Regions from separate parts of the Ovis aries genome. Here region 2 is linked to region 1. The links are chromatin contacts, called in public Hi-C maps. All regions are on one chromosome and are shown on one strand. Each heading gives the region's core, a stretch centred on a gene start, on an enhancer-like site or on the middle of the called end of the contact. The rest is flanking DNA. Distances are from core to core; before and after follow the strand shown. Region 1 holds the start of ADAMTS15 (ADAM metallopeptidase with thrombospondin type 1 motif 15). Region 2 has its middle 48 kb from the start of SNX19.

Region 1 (3,005 bases), core at 255-2,754:
CAAGCTCAACCCAGAGCCCTTTGGTTCTGGAAAGATTTTCTAGGTCTCAGGAGAGACAGGAGAGCCCTCCTTGCTCTACTTGCCCTCTTTCCTTCTCAGAAGAAAGACGTAGATTTTACTGAGAGCTAGGAAGGACCTTGGGGCCCAGAGCCTGAAACAGGGCTCCCAGACTCCCCTCAAAGTCAGCGGGAACTTGTGGCTTGATGGCATCACCACTGCACACCCTCAGCTTCTCACTCCAGAGTCCTTCCTGTACTTGGTCAAGGATCACAGGAGAGAAAGGCAGGGAGGAAGTACTCTTTCTTTCTTTTCTAAGAAATACTTTGAGGATGCTCCCTTAAAAAATGTTTATTTTCATTTATTTATTTAGCTGCTCTGGGTCTTCACTGTAACATGTGCAATCTCATTCCCTGACCAGGGATTGAACCTGGGCCCCCTGCATTGGGAGCCTGGAGTCTTAGCCACTGGACCACCAGGGAAGTCCCAGAAAGTACCTTTTCTTGATGTTTTTTCCACAGTCCACCAGTGCCTCAGCCCCTCTTTGGCAGGAAGACCACCCTTTTCTCCACATCCCTGGGCACTGGTGTGCTAAATAGGGCTAAATAGGGCTCTCCACCACCCAACCCCCCTCCAGTCCTGAGTGGCAGCATTTGCCCCCTTGAGCGGTGTGAACACTCCCCCAGGACCTGGTCTGAGCTTCTGTCATGATGCCCCTGCGTTATGTGGGATGTGAGATAGGCACCACTCAGTCCTGCTCTCCTACCCTCATCATCTGCTCTCCTCCCTGCATCCCCCTCCTCCAGCGGGCTGGGGTCTGTCCTGGAGGACTGGTGATCCCCCAGGCTCCAGAGCACAGATAATTGTGCTCAAATCATTAGGACACGGTTTATAAGTTCACATAACTAAAATGTTAGTGATGACTGCGTAATAGCAAAGTCTTGAAAACTCACCATCGGTACCAGCCCATCCTGCCCACCGTCTGCCCCGTGGCCTGGGCAGCCATGGGTTCCAAACAAGCTCTCCATGGGCCCCAGAATGTGCCCTTCTGGCAGCAGTAGCACATGTACAGGGGCAATTCTTGGCTCTGGATTTTTTAGGGGACACTGTGATGAGGAAATTGCAAAGGGAAAGCTGAGGTGGGTCTGGGAGAGAGGGTTAGCCTCCAGTCTTCATATTGCATTCCTGACCCCAACTGCCTTGAGATAAAGGCTAAGACCCAGGGCGCAGTCAGTCGAAGGTCCGGACTGATGCTCTGGGCACTGGGGCCGGACGCAAATGCAGACTCCGCCGCCGGTTGCTTTGGCCAGCCCACGCCTCCTGCCTCAGCGCAACGCCACTCCCTCCCCGCCAAGTGGCTCTGCGCTCGGGAGGCGGGATCGAGTTCTTCGGTGGCCCCAGGAGGCTGCAAGCTTTGGGAGGCTGGGAGAGGAGGGAGGGAGAGCGCTGACTGGGCAGTCCAAAGAGGAGGGGGCCTTTAATAGGCTCGCCCAGCGCCTGGTTTGCTGCGCTGTGAACCGCTGGGGTTCGGAGAAGCGGCCGGCACCTCCCTCTAGCTCTCCGCTGCAAATCTTCGTCCTTGCACTTGACAGCGATTGTACTTAAGCTCCCAGGGCGCGCTCTGCTTGGAAAGGCACAGGTAGGAGGCGCGAGCTGCCCGGTGCATGCTCACAGCTCTGGGAGGAGTCTCCCTCCCTGGGGTTCTCCTTTCTGGGAGCTGCGGGCGGCCCGGGGCGTCGGTGGTTCCGGTGTGCGGGCTGCGAGGAGACCGTGCCGGCGGCCAGGGAGCCGGGCCGGGCCCTTCCGAGAGCGCGGCTGTGCGCTGCCCGGCGCCATGCTCCTGCTGGGCATCTTAATGCTGCTTCTCGCCGGGGCACCCGCCGGCGGCTCAGAGCCAGAGCGGGAGGTAGTGGTCCCCATCCGACTAGACCCGGACATCAACGGCCGCCACTACTACTGGCAGGGTCCCGAGGACTCCAGGGATCAGGGACTCATTTTTCAGATCACAGCGTTTCAGGAGGACTTTTACCTACACCTGACGCCAGATGCTCAGTTCTTGGCACCCGCCTTCGCCACTGAGCACCTGGGCGTCCCCCTCCAGGGACTCATCCGCAGCTCTCCGGACTTGAGACGTTGCTTCTATTCTGGGGACGTGAATGCCGAGCCAGACTCGTTCGCCGCCCTGAGCCTGTGCGGGGGGCTACGCGGAGCCTTCGGCTACCGGGGTGCCGAGTATGTCATTAGCCCGCTGCCCAACACCAGCGCGCCGGCGGCGCAGCGCAACAGCCAGGGCGCACACCTCCTCCAGCGCCGGGGCGTCCCCGGCGGGCCTCCCGGAGATCCCACGTCTCGCTGCGGGGTGGGCTCAGGCTGGAACCCCGCCATCCTGCGGGCCCTGGACCCTTACACGCCTCGGCGGATTGGCTTAGGGGAGGCTCGCAGCCGACGCAGGTCCGGGCGCGCCAAGCGCTTCGTGTCTATCCCGCGATACGTGGAGACGCTGGTGGTGGCGGACGAGTCGATGGTCAAGTTCCACGGCGCGGACCTGGAGCACTATCTGCTGACGCTGCTGGCCACGGCGGCGCGGCTCTACCGCCACCCCAGCATCCTCAACCCCATCAACATCGTCGTGGTCAAGGTGCTGCTTCTCGGAGACCGCGACACGGGGCCCAAGGTCACGGGCAATGCGGCCTTGACGCTGCGCAACTTCTGCGCGTGGCAGAAGAAACTGAACAAAGTGAGTGACAAGCACCCGGAGTACTGGGACACGGCCATCCTCTTCACCCGGCAGGTGAGTCGATCCGTCATCTCTTTGGATCCAGCCTCCATTTGTTTGGGTGGCGGGAGTCTCCGCCCTTAACTCTCCCAATGTCCTTTATGCCGCGCAGTCACCGCCTCACCCCCGAGTTTGAATTTCGTTGATCTCTTCCGACTGCCCCTTGGGCTTTTCGGGGGAAAGACTGCAGCTAGGCTCGGCGGAGCTCTGACTCGCGTGCATGCGGACGCAC
Region 2 (3,005 bases), core at 223-2,722, 370 kb after region 1:
AAGAGTATTGGATCAAATGATAATATCCTTTCAGTCATTTTACCGTGATTTTATAAGATTTTCCATAAAGGGAGGCTGGGTGAAAGATGTGTGGGAACTTGGCATTCTGCACCTTCTCTCTTAGAGAGAAAAGTTATTATCATCATTATTCCGCACAGAAGCTTAAAACATAGATTCACTAAGCACCTATTCTGGACTGTTCTCTGGGCCAAGGAGACCCTGGTGAACAAGACCAGGGGCTTCCCCTGGAGGCTGGGCGCTTGGTCTGCAGAAGGACAAGTAAGCAGGTCTTTTTAGTAGAGACCGATAAGACAGGACTACAGACACCTCGGGCTTTCCTGGTGGCATAACAGTAAATAATCTGCCTACAATGCAGGAGATGTGGGTTCAATCCCTGGGTCGGGAAGATTCCCTGGAGAAGGGCATGGCAACCCACTCCAGTATTCTTGCCTGGGGAATCCCATGGACAGTGGAGTCTGCCAGGCTACAGCCTGAGGGGTAGCAAAGAGTCAGACGTGACTTAGCAACTGAGCGAGTAACACACACACAGAGACACCATTCTATGAAGAGCAGCACCAAAGAGGATCACAGCACACTGGAAGTGACTTCGAAGCTGAACTCGGAAGACTAGAGTTGATCAAATAAAAGATAGGCCCATGAGCGTTTGATCTGGGGCCATCCAGGCAGAGGGACAAAATAATCACAGGAGTGTCCTTTGGGAAAGGGCGTCCTGCGTGCGCTGAGGGGCAGGAAGATGGGCGTGTGTGGTGGGGCCGGGCAGGGTGGGGGGAGAATGTGCAAGTGAGATGTGTTTATGAGAGAGAACGTCAGGGGAGCAGGACCCGTTCACCAAAATCCTCGGAAATCTCTGCGGAGAGTGTGGGCACAGGAAGCCCTAGGAGGGTTCCCGATAGGGCTTTGAAGTGAGATTTGAGGTTTGGTAAAAGCGCTGGGGCTGCCAAGGAAGGGGAGGGAAGAGGGCAGAGTGGGAGGAGACAGAGAGGCTGAGAGGTCACAGAGGTGAGGGGACCTGCTGCAGTCAGCAGGTGACCACTGTGTCTGTCCACCCACTGCTGTCCCCAGAGAAGCGGAGGGATAGATGGGGTGCCTCCTGTGGGTCAAGGTCCTGCTGGACACCCGACACCCAACCCATACTCTAGGCCTACAGGAAGGGCGTGTGGGCAGAGCCCACCCTGTGTCACCCGTAGGGAACAGAGGCTCTGGGGGAGGCCTCCGAGGTGGGCAGGGGAGGGGCTCCGAAGTTGACCTGCCAGTCCCAGAGGAGTAAGCGCCTAGGTGTGTGTGACCCCAGAGCTCATCCTTCCTTTGTGGGAAAACGTCACAGGTAACCTGACATCTCTACAGACTCTGAGCACAGGTCAGCCTCAAGAACACGCAGAGCAAGGAGGGATGCCTCAGGGAACATGGGGGCAAAGAGTCTGCTCTTCCCAGTCACACGCTGTTCTGCTTAGGGATTTAAGGAATGGTTTTAAACAATTTCTCTTTCAGATGTGTACACAGTTCTTTTCCACACTCAGCTGTGTTGCGTGTTCAACTTAAACCCCGGTTCAAAGTTTTTCACAAGATGTTCTTGGATTATCAAAACTAAAGAGACCCAGAAGGCAGAAATTCAAAACAAATTAGCCTCAAATTATGCAATTTCACGTCAGGGTTAAGCCTACAAATACATTCCAGGGTTGCTCGGAGTCATCCTAACACCTCCCTGATTTTCTAAGTGAGGTTCTGGGTATCTGTCTTCAAGTCATTCTCTCTTTGAGGTTTGATGACTCACTTCCATCCTCATCCACAAAGAAACCCCTCTTTCCCTCTGGCCATTTAACCCTCCCCTTCCAGGCTATATCACTTTCCAGATCTTTCCATCACTCATCCTTCTGCAGGCCTTTAGCTGTCTCTATTGATAAAGGTGCCCTCATGACCCCCAGCTCTCCACAATCCGCTCAGCCTCAGAAGGGAATACGCTTCTCACAGAACCACCTGCATTGACGCTTAGGGGTGCATTCATCTCCCAGAGCCTGCCCGTGACAGACCCTGCCGAAGGGGATCTGTGTTCTGAAGGGGATCTGCTTTCTGCCCAAGGTAGTATCTATTTTACCCACTTAGTCTTCCTGAGAATACGGGGCCCTGGCCTTCCCCAACCCCAAACACAGACAGTAACAATGAGTTCCTTTGGGGCCATGCCACTTAAGAAGAGAAAGCCTTGGAGAGCATATTAATTCTTGTAACTGAGATACGTATCATTGCCAGGCTCTTTGGGGTATTTCAGCCAGACCTCAGTGCTGGGGTGAAGGTAGGAGTTCTCAGGCCAGTCGTTTGGAAACAGGACAAAACCAGACTTTATCTGAGAGTCTGAGAATATCCCAGGGAGGAGGAGAACCCTGTCTTCATCCAAAGGAAGAGATTTTTAGGGTTTTTGTTGTTGTTGTTGTCTGTGCCTCACAGGGATCATAGTTCCCCAATCAGGTGTCAAGCCTCTGCAGGGTCTAAACCACCAGACCCCCAGGGAAGTCCCTGCAGGAAGAGATTGTCAGCAGTGAAGAGTTCAGGTACCATATTAGCAGAGTGGAAGACTGCAGGAGGCTCCAGCTTGGGAGGCAGACCTTCAGAATTTTCTGCCACTTCCATGTAGTTTGGTGCCGGTGGGCAAATTTGGGGAATGTTCGACGTTTAGTGGTGAATAAAGTGTGGTTTTATCAAGGCACACATTTATGTACTCAGATGTAAGTAAGATAAGAGTCCTGCGCTTGAAGCGTTTAAACTCTGTCAGAGAGAGACACATTTGAGTGGCAAACGAAGGACCACTGTACAGCTCTAACAAAGGCGGCTGCATCATGCAAGCCTGCCGTGATATCACAGAGGAAACAGCATGCCTGCTCCAGGGCCATGAGCAACTTCCAGGAGGAATTTTAAAAGTATGCTGAGACCGTTGCCAGAGGCAAGGTGAGAGGTGAGGTGTGGGAGGGGGTGTGTCACGCAGGGGTGGGTGA

Evidence for each region. Hi-C and Micro-C count contacts between places; a contact is called where the count stands out from the background.
Region 2: a Hi-C map of tail adipose tissue shows a contact between it and region 1, with 3 times the contacts expected there. The contact joins the enhancer-like site here to the promoter of ADAMTS15 in region 1. A contact is called at or near these places in 8 of 16 Hi-C or Micro-C datasets (liver, mesenteric adipose tissue, muscle and 3 more).

The regions. Positions count from the first base shown.
Region 1 is chr21:33,916,970-33,919,974 of ARS-UI_Ramb_v3.0, forward strand. It overlaps ADAMTS15 (ADAM metallopeptidase with thrombospondin type 1 motif 15), which reads left to right and starts at 1,505. Exons shown (of 9, transcript XR_009597934.1): 1 at 1,505-2,788.
Region 2 is chr21:34,284,674-34,287,678 of ARS-UI_Ramb_v3.0, forward strand. No RefSeq gene overlaps it. Among named protein-coding and RNA genes, the nearest start is that of SNX19, 48 kb to the right of the region's middle. Within about 2 kb of position 1,473, at least 3 of the 54 cell types and tissues checked have an H3K27ac peak or open chromatin away from gene starts, as enhancers often do. A contact at or near this core is called in tail adipose tissue, where this site is marked.